Linked DNA regions of Oryctolagus cuniculus: all the other regions are linked to region 2. A link is a contact called in public Micro-C data. All regions are on one chromosome and are shown on one strand. Each heading gives the region's core, a stretch centred on a gene start, on an enhancer-like site or on the middle of the called end of the contact. The rest is flanking DNA. Distances are from core to core; before and after follow the strand shown. Region 1 holds the start of ARFGEF1 (ARF guanine nucleotide exchange factor 1). Region 2 holds the start of CSPP1 (centrosome and spindle pole associated protein 1). Region 3 holds the start of VCPIP1 (valosin containing protein interacting protein 1).

Region 1 (4,727 bases), core at 284-2,783, 300 kb before region 2:
GCCAAGGCATCCACAGGCAGGACTCAAAATTCAACAAATCTATAGCAGGCTAATATTCAAGTTGATAATTTTGTATGGCCCGCAAATGATGTTACCAATATTCAAATGGCCCTATGCAGAAGCTGGATTCAGCAACTGGAGATGGAAGCCAGTTTCTCTGATGTGAGACATGAGCATCCTAACCAGCATCTTAACTGTTTTAATTGCTAAGTCACATAGCCACTCCTATTTTTATTTTTTATTTTCAAAAGATGTAAGACTGGATGACTACACCTAACTGTAGGGAGGCTGAGGAATGTGGTGCGCCTCTGTGCTAGACTGAATGATCAGCTAGCACCCTAAACAGTACCTGGCACTGCACTGGGATTATGAAGAAACAAAAAAATTAGAATTTCAGCTGGTTCTCAAAAAGTTTGTAATCTATTAGAGTGTATATATGTCTTATTTAGGAATATGATAAATCTCCAATTTCCAGGAATCTGGAGATACTCTTTAAAATACATGAATGTTTCTGAGGAAGATAAAGTTTAAAAAGTTGATCTATTTGTCTCCTTTAATTCAGAGTCACTTACAAGTTTTCCATTTTCCTTCTCGGTGGCATTTACCCTAGTCCAAATCTTGTCACTTCTCAGTCCCCTTGGGTTTGGACGGTTGCATTAGGACAAGTCCATAGTCAAGGAAATCTTAATGGAACAGGGTGAGACACATGCTAAGGATTAGGGGCTCGTAGTCTGTGCTGACAAAACAACACAGTAGTTTGGAACGTAAACTATCTGCATATACTTTTATGGCATTTATAATTTTCTGCTCAGAAAGAAACAGTTGAAATCTGAACTCTTTGGGACTAAAGGAGACACACAGTCATATGTGTTAAATCTGTTCGCACTGTGTTAAATCTGTTCGCTCGGTGCTGTGGCATTCTGAAACTGGTTTTCATATCGAGGACCGAACCTTAGTATTAAAGACACGGAAATACAAGTCTCCGAGGGACCTCGGTCAGAAATCTGTAATCTGAAATCTAGAGGTGACCGATTAATCCTACCGATAATCAAGTGAAACATGACTGAATCCTTGTCAACTGCTTTTTGCTTACTTTTCCCCAGGGAGAATCCTCCTTGAGGTAATCAGAGGTTTCGGTCCTGGACAGCGATTTGGCGCACCTGGGAAGGAAATTTAGAGTCGAGCGCGGCAGGTGGAAATCCAGTGCGGCTGAGAGTGAGCCATGCGCGTGTTTCTGAAATCCCCGGAACAGAAGGGACTGCGCTCCCACCGATTGGGATCCCCAGAAAGTCAGGGAAGGGGTGCAGCAGAGCCCGGCGTGCTGTTCGCCAGACGCGAACAGGACGCCGAGAGGTCCCCTTCTGCTGGGTCCCGCAGCACAGCCGCGGGGAGGAGCCCGAAGCGCCTCGCTCCGCGCCGCAGGACGCCCGGCCACGCCCCTCGCCGCCCTGCAGGCAAACGCGGGAGGCGGCGAGGCCCCGCCGGGCCGCCGTAGCGCTGCGGCTCGGGCCGCTCCTCCCGCGCCGCCCTCCGTCCCCCGCCTGCCGGCGCCGCGGCAGCTCTGGGCTGGCAGTGCCGCCGCCGCCGCCGTCGCTGCTTCCTCCTCTGCAGCCGTTCGGCCGCTGCGTGACGCGTCGTTTCCTCCCAACATGGCGGCCGGGGCAGGTCGGCGGTGATGGAGGCCAGTTCGCGGCCGCGGCGGGTGCTAATCCCCATAGTCGCCAGAGTCGCTCTGCTCTTGCCGGGCCTCTGAGCCACCGCCGCCGCCACGCCTCGGCCCTCGGCCCCCAGCAGACGGCCGCCCGGGCAGAGCACCCTCCACGCCGCGGGTCGGAAAGACCAGTGAGAGGGGCGGCCGAGAAGCGACCCCCCCACCCCACCCCGGGCTGGGAGCAGAGGCCAGACGGACGCAGCCCTCGACGGGCGGCCTCTCGACGGGCGGCGAGGACCTCGACGCCCCTCGCCAGCACGGCGGCCGCTCCCGCTCGCCCGCCCCTTCCTGATCCTGCCGCTGCCCTCCACGCCTCCTCTCTCCCACCGCCACCCCCTCTCCTTTCTCTCTTCTCTTCCGTCCCCTCCTCCTCCCCTCCAGCCGCTGGGAGCCGCGGGTCGGACGAGCCGCCGCCGCCTCCTTCTCCGCGTCCATGTATGAGGGGAAGAAGACGAAGAACATGTTCCTGACCCGGGCCCTGGAGAAGATTTTGGCCGACAAGGAAGTGAAGAAGGCGCATCACTCCCAGCTGCGCAAAGCTTGCGAGGTGGCGTTAGGTGAGCGGGGCTGAGGCCCGGGGGGTGCGGGAGCCGGCGCGGCGGAGCTGGGGTCGCGGGGGGTCTTGCCTTGGGCGGACGTGGCAGGCCGACCTCGGGCAGCCCTGGCGGAGTTCCCTGCTACCTGGCTGGAGTTGACAGGAACTCAGCTGGATTTGGGGCAGAGGCGGGGTGGAGGAGGAAGGGCAGTTAGAGCTGGGCTCGGGGGACGCGGGCAGGTTTTAGGATCGCAGGGCACTTGGGTTCGGGGGATCGACTTAGAGAGAGAGCGAGGAGAAGGAGAAGCACAGAGGGAGGCATTTTATCGGTGTGCCGTGCGGAGCGGACACGATACCAGCCTTTGTGATGAAGCAGAAGATGAGCCGTTGTTTATTAGCTTGGAAATTGAGGTGGGGCCGATATGTCAAGATTGGGCGTGGGAAGGCTTCCGTATCGTAATTGCAGTAACTTTATCGTCTGGCGTGGTACTTTGGGAAGAGAGGCTGAAGTTGTTCCCTTGTTGACAGTCTGGAGAAGGGTTTGCAGGAGGTGCAGCCCGTTCCGACATCTCTCCGCCTCCGCCACAGGAAAAACATAGAGTAATGTTGTCTCTGACTGGGCTGACCTGGAAGAGCAAGACCAGAGGTTAAAGGGGTGGGGGTGGCGGTGTGCAGGCGGGGAAGGAAGGAGCCCTCGGAGAAACAGGCTGTAGGTGACAGGGGAAGCGAGGGTTCGAAACGGGGAAAAGGAAAAAAAGACAATGACACCCACCAGCCACATGTCTGGACAGTGGCAGCTGCTCTTAAGCTTCAATTGTGATTTATAGTCAGACCGAAGATATGTAGTATAATGAAACCGGCAGCAGGGAAAATCCGAACAATACCTTTAGGGAGGATATGCAGATAAGGAGTTGTAAAAGGGGGGGAACTCTGATCTATTACATTTTATCAAAGATCAAATCCTTTGAGAGAGCAGGACATCCAACACAAAGGTAAATTCCTAATGCTCCCATTTTATTTGATACCACTGGGAATGCACCAGATAAGATGGGCAAGAAAATGGGATTGGGAAAAAAAAAAAAAGAAGTGGTCTTGAAGGGGGAAAAAGCCTGTGATAATTTTAATGCATGTTAGAATAATGAGTCAATACGGCTTAAAAACAAATTTGTCCTTTAATTAAAAAAAAAAAGATTTCTTTATTTATTTGAAAGAGTTAGAAGGAGAGAGACAGAAATGTTGCATCCATTGGTTCACTCCTTAAGTGGCCCCACAGGCCAGGGCTGACCCAGGAGCTTCATCGGGGTCTCCCCCATGGCTAGCAGGGGCCCAAATACCTGTACCATCTTCCACTGTTTTTCCTAGGCCATTAGCAGGGAGCTGGATGGAAAGTGGAGCAGCTGGGACTCAAACCGGCAGCGTTGCAGGTGGCAGCTTTATCCGCTAAGCCACAACACCTGTTCCTGTACTTTAATTTTTAAAATAAGGCTAGCACTACATAACTTGCAGTAGTGTGCTATAGTGTTTGTTTTTTCCTTTTCTGGAGCCTTCAAATCGGTATTAAACATTGAAGAAACTTCATCTTAAAATTTTTGAATTTGTTGTATGGTGGGCTTAAGTTTAGTTTTTCTCCCCCTTCAGGGGTTAGAAATTCACATGTTGTTAATATAAGCTAACAAAAGTCTGTTTCAGGTGTTTACAAGTGTAGTGCTAAAATTGGACTATATCAGGGTCCTGAAAGCAATAATTGTTAAATTGGGGTAAGGCGAGAGAGAGAGTTGAGGATTTTTGAAAGAACTGTTAGATGTAGTTTTACGACTTACTCGCAGTTGATCTAAATTAAAGTTTTGGTTTTTGAGAATTCAGATTTTCCACATTTGAAGATATTTTTAATGTGCTAAATTATAAATATGGAATTGAAATGGAGAGTGTATGTGTATTTAAGTTCCCTCCCTCCCCAAATGCTAATATAATATTAACATGTTTTAATGGAGAACTCACTGGAATGAGAGTCTGAGATCCTGGATTTAATCTCGGTTCTGCTACATAAGGTCTCTAGGCCTTAAGTTTCTTCTCTGTAAAATTAGGGTATTGAATTTAATGATTGTGTGGTCACATTCCCTCTAATGTGCCGTGAATGTGAATAGTCTCTTCTGCTAACTCATGCATTTAGTATTTCTGCCAGTCTTTATAGGCATGTTTAGGCAGCCTGTAGCCCTTTTTTTTTTTTTTTTTTTTTTTTTTTTTTAAGATTTATTTATTTGAAAGGTGGAGGTGGGGGATGGATTGATTTTTCCATCTGCTGTTCCCCTCCCAGGTGGCCACAGTGGCTGGGGCTGGGCCAGGAACATGGAACTCCATCCAGGTCTCCCTTGTGGGACCCAAGTAAGGCTCATTAGCAAGGAACTCTTATCGGAAGTGGAGCAGCCAGAGTTGAACAGGATCACAGGCAGGTTCATAATGCTGGTCCCTGGCATGTAGCTC
Region 2 (4,847 bases), core at 1,075-3,574:
ACAAGCACTCCTAGGTTAAACATTCCCCAGCACCGTGGAGGAGGAAAGACGCTCCGGGAGGCTTAGCAGAGCAGCCGGGGCCCCGCCATCGGGGAGGGAAGGCTCAGGGGAGCCGAGGCACCGCTTCCCTCCGGGAGTTCGGGACTTCCGACCCTTTGGGAAGCGTCAAGGCGTTGTCAGGCAACCGGCTCCCAACAGCACCCGAGGAGGCAGGGGCGACCGCAGAGGCGAGCAACTCCAGACTCACCAACGCACCGCCCCCGGGCTGGGGAACTGCGAGGCCCCCAGCCACAAGGAACTGCCATCCCTGCACCCCAGCCACCGCCCCGGACCGGCTGCCGCGAGACCCCGCTGGCAGGGAACCCTCACCTCCAACCCATGTAACCTCCTTACCGCCGCCAGCTCGACTACCTACCTGCCTCCCCCGTCCCGCTCCGCAGGCCCGAGACGAGCCCCTCGCCCGGCAAAAACCCCCTCACCGCCCGGCCCCTGTAACTCGGGCACCGCTGCCGGCCGGGTCGCCGCCAGCCCCTCGCCCCAGGTCCGCGAATCCAGCCCGGACACCCTCACCTCCACCTCACCCTAGGCCTCACCCTGCCGTGCCTGCTCCCCACCTGCGGTCAGCTGACTCAGACCAGCAGGCTCGCGTCTTGGGAGACGCACAGCGTCCTACTAAGGTTCTTAGCGGTTCCCAGAGGTGGCCGCGGCCTCCTGGCGCGCGAACACTGTCACAGTCAAGCCGGCCGGGACTCCGCCTCTCAAGCTGGGCCCTCTGCCCGCCTCTCGCCAACGGCCAGGCGCAGCCCCGCCTCCGGAGCGGCCGCTTAAGAGGACCGCGCGACCGAGGGCGCCCCCTGCCTTCCCGGAGGACGCACAGCCACCCACCTGCGCCCAGGGTTTTGTTAAACCTTGGGAGTCGCTTCCCAGGTTGAATTAATTCCTGCTTTCCAACCCACCACTCCGCGGTCGATCCGAGGACAGCCTGAGTCTGAGGTCCGGGAAGGTAGAGGCAGTAAGAAGAATACCAATGGCACACTCTCCTAAGCCAGGAGTCTGGTCAGCGCAAGTCCCGGGCTTTCAATACCATTTTCAACGTGTAATTCAATTCACACCAATACTAAGTAATCAAATGCTCCCACTGAAAAAGATTTTTTGACTTCGCAAGAAACTAAGAATGCTAATGTCTCCTAGGGGCCCTAATTTATCCTTACTTTGCAAGTCGACTTTAAAGGCAAATTTTAAGCTGAAAATGTCAAAACCGCAGACTGTGGTGTGGATTCCATAACCCTAATTTTCTATTTGTTCTATCGATCTGCCACGCACCCTACTAGGAGTGGAGGATTCAAGGCAGTGCGAGGTATCCTGAACTCTGAAAAAAAGAAACCTCCATGTAAACCGATACTCGTACATAATTACAACACAATGCGAGTTAAGAAGTACCTGTCTTACAGACTTGGAGACACCGTGGAAGAAATGGTCCTGGAGAGTGAAGACAGACCTCAGAACTGTGCTTTCAGATTAATATGAGCTCGCAGGCAGAAAAGCCAGGGAAGCGCGTGTTAATCAAGCAACGCTGACCACATCCGAGTACTGTTGTGCTAAGTCCAAGTGTGGGGAATGGCACTACTGGAAAGAAAGGTTTCAAGGGGGAACTGAAGAGAGATGGAACTGGAGAGGTGCGTAGGGACTAGGTTATGAAGAGCTGCGATGTTTTCTTTTTTTCCAGCAAAAAGATCTTTATCCCTAACACCCAGGTGTTAGAAATAAAACAAAGAGCACAGAACTGGTCCCTGCGTCTTTAAACGCAGAATCTAGTGCGGACGGAGAAGAGAGGGAAAAACACGTAAACCAAACACAGGAAACAAACATAGTATCAACGGGAGGCAACAAAAAGGTTGCTGAGATTAACTCCGTCCAGGCTATTAAGCGCTGCAGACTTAACTCATGAGAACTGAGTATTGGACATTTGCATCACTAACAGCTCATAATAAATGTAGGGACATGAAACGTCTACGTCACAGGATAAAACCGTAACAATTCACTCGCTTTTGCCGCCTCCCGCGAGCGCTAGAAAACGCCCACCTGAAATCCACGAGCCCGCAGTTCTACGCATGTGTACTGGGTCACTTGGAAGCAAAACAGGATGCCATATTTATCTTCCTCGCAGCCAAAATCCAGTACTTACATTTAAATTTCTCCAGACATCCTTTTTATTTTTTTCCTAGTCTTTCAAGAAACTTTCCATCTAAGACAGCTACACCCACACGAAAACACTTTCCTCTGCCCAACTTGCAGCTCCGCCCACATTTAATATGGCGGAAAATGCGCCTGCGCAGTACTAACTAAGAGGCCACGGCAGTTTCTGGCATAACGTTAACGTGCCCTTCTTCCGTTGTGAAAGGCTATACCATTCCCATGGCAAATGATTGTGTTTGCCCTATTTCATAGATACAGTTTTCCAAGACGATATGTTCTCATTTAACCCACATTAATATTCCCCTTGCCACAGCTGTTACACTAACTACCGATTTATCGTCGCTTCTCCTAACAGCCCCCTCCATCCCCGAATGGTCCGTACCAACTTCACCTCCGGTTCTAGGTGTCATGGCTGCCTCGAGAGTCTAGGAAGAGTTTGCACCTGTGGTGGGAAGGGTCCAAAACCCACACCCAGGGAGCTAGAAAAGTAAAGTTGCGTCTCGGCCGTAGAAGCGAAAGCTTCTCTGATTCCTCGGCGATGGCGGCGTCCGGGAGCGGTATGGCCCAGAAAACCTGGGAATTGGCCAACAACATGCAGGAAGCCCAGAGCATCGATGAAATCTACAAATACGACAAAAAACAGCAGCAAGAAATCCTGGCGGCGAAGCCCTGGACTAAGGAGTGAGGAGGTCCCTGGAGACTCGCAGGGGAGGGACGGGGTGGTTAGAGTTTGAGAGACCCGAGGGTGGGGGAGTGGGAATTGGAGTGGGTGGACGGCTTGGCTTTTCATGGTCCAGGAGAGATTATGCACCTGAAACAGAATTTGATCTACCTTCATCCCCGCACGTGTAGTGTATGCTCCTCCGCTGCGGCCTGCTTTGCCCGTTCTGTCTGTTAACTCTTTTGCCTCTGGAGGATGTAAGGGATGAACAGCAAGCAGAGATTTAGGTTATCACTTTTCAACATCCTGATTATTATATCTGCCAGTATCTGCTTTGAACCCTGTGTGGACTACACCTTGTTGGGGCCTTCAGCTGGTCCCTGACGGGAACCGCAGCTCTTTTCAGAAATTGAGTCAGCAGCTCACCTGTCTTGCAGATAGCTGTGAGCCATCTTTTTAGAGATCTGTAGTAGTTCTTTGATTGCTGGTAATTATTTCAGAGGCACAGTCAGCCTCTAACCAATTTCTAAAATATTACTCCACCAGTGTCACCTAAGTCTGAGATTAAAAAATAGACCTTAAGGCTCTTACCCCTTAGCAAAATTCATGCATCCCTGGGAGTGATGACAAGTCAAGGATTATTAATCCATAACATTTATCCTTTACCAAAAGAAGACTTTTGTTGGGGAAAGAGTAAAAAGAGAGTAAAAGAAAACTGTTTAATAGATACAAAGGAGAGCTGTGGCAAGCCCAGGACATACTTCCTGCCACACCGTCTTTTACAAGCCTAGCTTTAACTGTCAGTTAGGTGCAGCAGTGTTTACTGATAACTCAACATGGGCCAAACACTGAGTTAGGGATCTGCATTTGTCATTTTAATCATCATGACAACCCAGTACTGTACTTTCATTCGTTTTTTCAAGTAAGGAAACAAGCAAATACCTCATGATCACATTGAGGCAATGTAATAGGAGCACAATAACAGTTATCTTTTTTCTTTTCCCGTTAGAACACAATTTTAATTTGTATCTTAACTTCCAACACCAAGCCTCTGTGTTTTTCAGCTTGTGAAATCTGGCAAAGGTTGGGAATTAAGTTTCTGTGCTTTTCTCTGGGCAAACATTTAGCTCAGAAACACCAACTAACCACTCTGTACAGCGTACAGGCTGGTTAGGTTGCCTGGTTGTCGACTTCTATAGCAGCTGTACATTTTAGGTTGACCTCCTCTGTTAGATATTTGGAAGCCATCACTTTGTTACACTGTCTCACAGTAGTTCTAATTATATCCCTCCTAGCTGTCTTGGGCTGCATCAGTCAGACCAAAATATAGTTTTACTTAAAAGTTGACTCACAGCCACCACTGACAAATTCAAGAACAGTGATCATGGGACAGCTAAGGATATTAGAGACACTTTTTAATTTTGAGGCTGATATTACAGAGGAAAGCCACATCTTTCAAAATATTGTTGTTTCAGAGTACTGAGAATACTGTAACAGAAATTAATAATGCTAAAAACAGATAGCATTATTAAGGTTTTACTTTGGATCAGACACTAAAGCTAGGCACTTTATTATTTCATTCATTTTATTTCATCCTAATGACTCTGAACTAGTCCCGCTTACCCTAAGCAATGTAATGTGAGACACGCAGACATTAAGAGGTTGTCCTAATGTCACAGCTAAGGAATGGCAGTGCAAGAGTCAAACATAGGCAGATAGATGTCAGAGCCCACATTCTTTTAACCATTAGACCAAAAGGTTAGGCCTAAGAATAGTTAAACACAGCCATCCATCCAGTATTAGAATCAGATATTTGATCATTGCAAATCAACAGAGGAAAAGTCTCTTGAACTCATTGCTACTTCCACATTTGAATAGCATGTTAAAAGAGAGAGAGGACTGTTTCAGACCCTTCCTTTCCCCAGGGGGGAATATTTTGCAGGAGTATGACATGTTTGTTATTTCCATACCCATGCAGGTCATCTGTCCT
Region 3 (4,387 bases), core at 1,596-4,095, 360 kb after region 2:
AAATGATCTAATTTACTTGTGCAACTGCTCAGGAACTTATCTACTTGCCCCCTTCCTGCAAACAATACTTCATACCTGCATATTTCTGTTTTTCCCTCAAAACCATAATTCATTTTTTTTCAAAGATTTATTTTTATTTATTTGAAAAACAGAGTTACAGAGAGAGAGAGAGGTCTTCCATCCGTTGGTTCACTTCCCAGATGATTGCAACGGCCAGAGCTGAGCTGATCCGAAGCCAGGAGCCAGGAATTACTTCTAGGTCTCCCACGTGGGTGCAGGGACCCAAGGACTTGGGCCATCTTCTACTGCTTTCCCAGGCCACAGCAGAGAGCTGGATTGGAAGTGGAACAGCCAGGACTCGAACCTGCAACCATATGGGATGCTGGCACTCCAGGCTGGGGCTTTAAACCGCTGTGCCCTCAAAACTATAATCCTTAAAACCATTACAGATGTAGTAAGAAATGAATTTAAATATAAAATTTAGTTTGGGAAAGAATGTTCTAACCAGTCACAGTCCCACATGGGAAGATGAACACCAGATCAATGCAGGATTGTGCTCACTTAACAAGCCAGAGGAAGACTTTCCATTTCCTGAGTAGAGTGGGAAGGGGTCATTTTGTCCAGGTGTAATTCAGAATGACATATTCAGCTGCAACTTAAAAAGCCGGCTTCCCTATTCATATGTTTCATCAGTAAGGAAGCATGCGGCTTGGTGATGGTAAGGCCTAAAAGCGCATGACAGGATTAGAACTGCACACTGCTGTCATCTCCTGTGCCCCCAAGTTGTAATAATTCAACTCGAAGGATTCTGCAAGAGGAAAATGAAGTTTCACTGCAGCTGTAACTACACAGTCTCAGCAGAAAACCATTTCCACTTAAAAGGGCATATCCAATTTCTCAAACTACAAGCATTTAATTAAAACCAGTTCTAAGAACAACCTAGGCACCTACTATTATCCTATTGTCAGAATATAAATAATTTTTCCTGAATTAGTTTCTTGAGAAAACTTTCACTAAGAACTAACCCCTTCAAAATAGGTAATATTATCTGCCCTGTAATGAAGGCAGATAATTCTGAAATTAACATTTTTTTCATGAGTAAAATTTGAAAGATTTCTCTCTTAACCATAATTTCTTCTGCTGAAAACTGTAGAAAATTATCAGTTGCAAATCAGTACTAGTACCCTTTGTGACTGCCTATCCTGAATATAGTCCACGTCAGAGTATCAAATTCTATTTACTAAAAGAACCTTATAAGGCAGACAGTTTCCGTGTCAGCTACAAAAGACTCAAATGATCTCATGGACTGCCCTTGTGTCTCTATTGTGTTCCAAAAGTTTCAGAAATTGTGAGATAGTCCCCTTATCTAAGGTGATATTGAAGTTCCAGAAAGCAAGACTCTCCAGAATAACTGAAGGAGGCTGACTGTATGATAACAACTAAAATAACACTGGTTTTCTAGTAATATATGAACTATTTTGCAAGAAGAGGCAGTTTTCAAACCCAAATAATAAAACAAAGGTGGTTACCTACCCCGAAGCCCAGCAAAATGTCAGGTGTAACAGCTGTGTCGTAGAAAGTAATGTAAAAAGTAATTGGGATTGGGCTCCAGTTCACACTGGGACCTTGCCTTTGGACAACTCATTTAATTCCTTCTAATCTCAGTTTCCCTAACTGTAAGTGATGACAACAGTACCTGGTAAAGGTATTCCAGGACTGGTGTGAGGATCAAACATATGTGAACGTATGATGTAAACTATAAAGCAGCAGTAACTGAATGTGAGTTACTAATTCTACATAATATTGGGTTTACCTCTCCTGCCTGGGCCCCTACCTGCAAAATCCAGACTGAGGTCTGGATGCCTATCCAGTCACTTCACGGCTGCGTGAACTTCAACGAATCATTTTTTTTCCTGGATTAGTTTTCGGAGAGGGTCATTATGAAAATCAAATGATATCGAATATAGAAATGCTGCGCAAGGCACATATTAAGAACAAACGACAGCTGTCAATATTCACAGGGAGGTGGCAGAGCTGTAAGGAGCAAATTAAAATATAGCTAGTTAAAAATGAAAGTATAGCAAATGAAAGTATAGCTGGTACACAGACCCTGTGCACATCCAAGGTATTGTCACTTGTGTGATAAACCGCAGATACAAGCAGGGAGCGTGAAACCAAATGGCGCCCCAGTGACCTCCGCTAGAGTAAGGGGAGAAAGAAATGGGGGCTCCGGCGCCTCGTTGGCTTGGTATAGCGGTAGAAATCAGAGTGGAGAAGTGGGGCAGAAAAAAGACGTTAGAAGATATCTCAAGCATCAAATTCTTTCCCCCCGTTTTCTTACGTCCTCCAGCCCGGCCTAGGCCGTTTCAATCAACTTCCCAGACCGCCCTATCCCTGGACACTTATTTACTGTACCTTCTGTACCGACGGCTTTTCCACTCCCCTCCCTTTCTAGCCGTCGCGAACTTCAGACCCTCTCGTCCGACACCTATTCCTTTAACTCTTGTTTTTATCAAGCTTCCCTACATCATTCCTCCGCCTAAGAGGGCAGCGCAACTGGACGCACCGCAGGGCATCCTAGGAAATGTGGTCTCTCGGACTCACTTGTTTTGGCCACAGAGTGGGGAAACCGACAAAGGAGAGCTAGTTAAAACTACAACTCCCGGGAGGCAACGCGACATCACCAGCTTCCTCTCTGCCCCCGTTCCTCAGCCTTCCTCTTCCTCTTCTCCACGGGCGCTGGGCCGCTAGGTCTCACGGTATTTGTAGTTTCTTCTGGACCCAAGCTCTTAGCGCTCGGTAGCCAAGAGAGAGGCCAAAAGACTCTAATTCCCAGAGGGCAGAGCGGAAGCTGCGCCTGCGCACTCTCAGTGAGGGCGTGTATGTCTGTGTCTCTGAGGGAGAGAGAGCGAGAGTGAGTGAGTGTGAGTGCGGGGTGGGGTGGTGGCCGTTACGTTCGGGGCAACGGCAGTGGAGAAGTAAGAAGAGACACAACGTCCGGCGCTTCCGCCTTCGCTTCGGAGGAGGAGGAGGAGGAGCTGGTAGGGAAAGGAAAGTGATTCGCCCTGGGCCTGGACTAGACGCGAGTCCGGCTGGTGGGGGTCTGGGCTATGAGCCTTTGAGGGTCGCTTGGGACGCGGAGCGAGACACGAGAGCCGAGAGCTATGTCTCAGCCGCCGCCGCCGCCTCCGCTGCCGCCGCCACCTCCACCCCCTGAAGCTCCGCAGACTCCGTCGTCTCTGGCGGCGGCGGCGGCGATAGCTCCGGGGGGGCTCTCGAAGCGGAGGGACCGGAGAATCCTTTCCGGGAGCTGCCCGGATCCAAAGTGCCAGGCGCGTCTGTTCTTCCCGGCCTCCGGTTCTGTCAGCATCGAGTGTACCGAGTGCGGACAGCGGCACGAGCAGCAACAGCTGCTGGGGGTGGAAGAGGTGACCGACCCGGACGTGGTGCTGCACAACCTGCTGCGGAACGCGCTGCTCGGGGTGACGGGGGCACCCAAGAAGAACACGGAACTGGTAAAGGTGATGGGCCTTTCCAACTACCACTGCAAATTGTTGTCGCCCATATTAGCTCGCTATGGCATGGACAAACAGACAGGCCGAGCCAAGCTTCTCCGGGACATGAACCAAGGGGAACTGTTCGATTGCGCTTTACTGGGTGACCGCGCCTTCCTCATAGAACCAGAACATGTGAACACGGTGGGCTATGGCAAGGACCGCTCTGGAAGCCTTCTGTATTTGCATGACACTCTTGAGGACATCAAGCGGGCCAATAAAAGTCAGGAATGCCTCATTCCAGTGCATGTGGACGGGGATGGACACTGCCTGGTGCATGCTGTGTCTCGTGCGCTGGTAGGCCGGGAGCTTTTCTGGCATGCCTTGAGAGAGAATCTGAAGCAGCACTTTCAGCAGCACTTGGCCCGATACCAAGCCCTGTTCCATGACTTCATCGATGCTGCTGAGTGGGAGGACATTATCAATGAGTGTGACCCTCTGTTTGTACCACCTGAGGGTGTTCCTTTGGGTCTGAGGAACATCCACATATTTGGCCTTGCGAATGTGTTACATCGTCCCATTATTCTGTTAGATTCCCTCAGTGGTATGAGAAGCTCTGGCGATTATTCAGCCACCTTTCTGCCTGGACTCATCCCAGCAGAGAAGTGCACTGGGAGAGATGGTCACTTGAACAAACCAATCTGTATTGCGTGGAGTAGTTCTGGTAGAAACCATTATATCCCCTTGGTGGGCATAAAAGGGGCTGCTTTGCCCAAACTGCCTATGAATTTACTACCTAAAGCATGGGGTGTGCCTCAGGACCTTATCAAAAAGTACATAAAACTTGAGGATGATGGTGGTTGTGTTATTGGAGGAGACAGAAGTTTGCAAGA

Evidence for each region. Hi-C and Micro-C count contacts between places; a contact is called where the count stands out from the background.
Region 1: a Micro-C map of ear pinna shows a contact between it and region 2, with 4 times the contacts expected there. The contact joins the promoter of ARFGEF1 here to the promoter of CSPP1 in region 2. A contact is called at or near these places in 2 of 6 Hi-C or Micro-C datasets (ear pinna and an unstated tissue).
Region 3: a contact with region 2 is called in a Micro-C map of ear pinna, with 5 times the contacts expected there. The contact joins the promoter of VCPIP1 here to the promoter of CSPP1 in region 2. A contact is called at or near these places in 2 of 6 Hi-C or Micro-C datasets (ear pinna and an unstated tissue).

What each region holds. Positions count from the first base shown.
Region 1 is chr6:92,976,914-92,981,640 of mOryCun1.1, reverse strand. It overlaps ARFGEF1 (ARF guanine nucleotide exchange factor 1), which reads left to right and starts at 1,533. Exons shown (of 39, transcript XR_011389118.1): 1 at 1,533-2,268.
Region 2 is chr6:92,681,815-92,686,661 of mOryCun1.1, reverse strand. It overlaps CSPP1 (centrosome and spindle pole associated protein 1), which reads right to left and starts at 2,324. Exons shown (of 25, transcript XM_070075132.1): 1 at 2,186-2,324. It overlaps COPS5 (COP9 signalosome subunit 5), which reads left to right and starts at 2,370. Exons shown (of 8, transcript XM_008255620.4): 1 at 2,370-2,885.
Region 3 is chr6:92,322,952-92,327,338 of mOryCun1.1, reverse strand. VCPIP1 (valosin containing protein interacting protein 1) reads left to right here and starts at 2,845. Exons shown (of 3, transcript XM_008255594.4): 1 at 2,845-4,387. The coding sequence starts at 3,165. LOC103348039 (a long non-coding RNA gene) reads right to left here and starts at 2,622. Exons shown (of 3, transcript XR_516494.4): 1 at 2,416-2,622.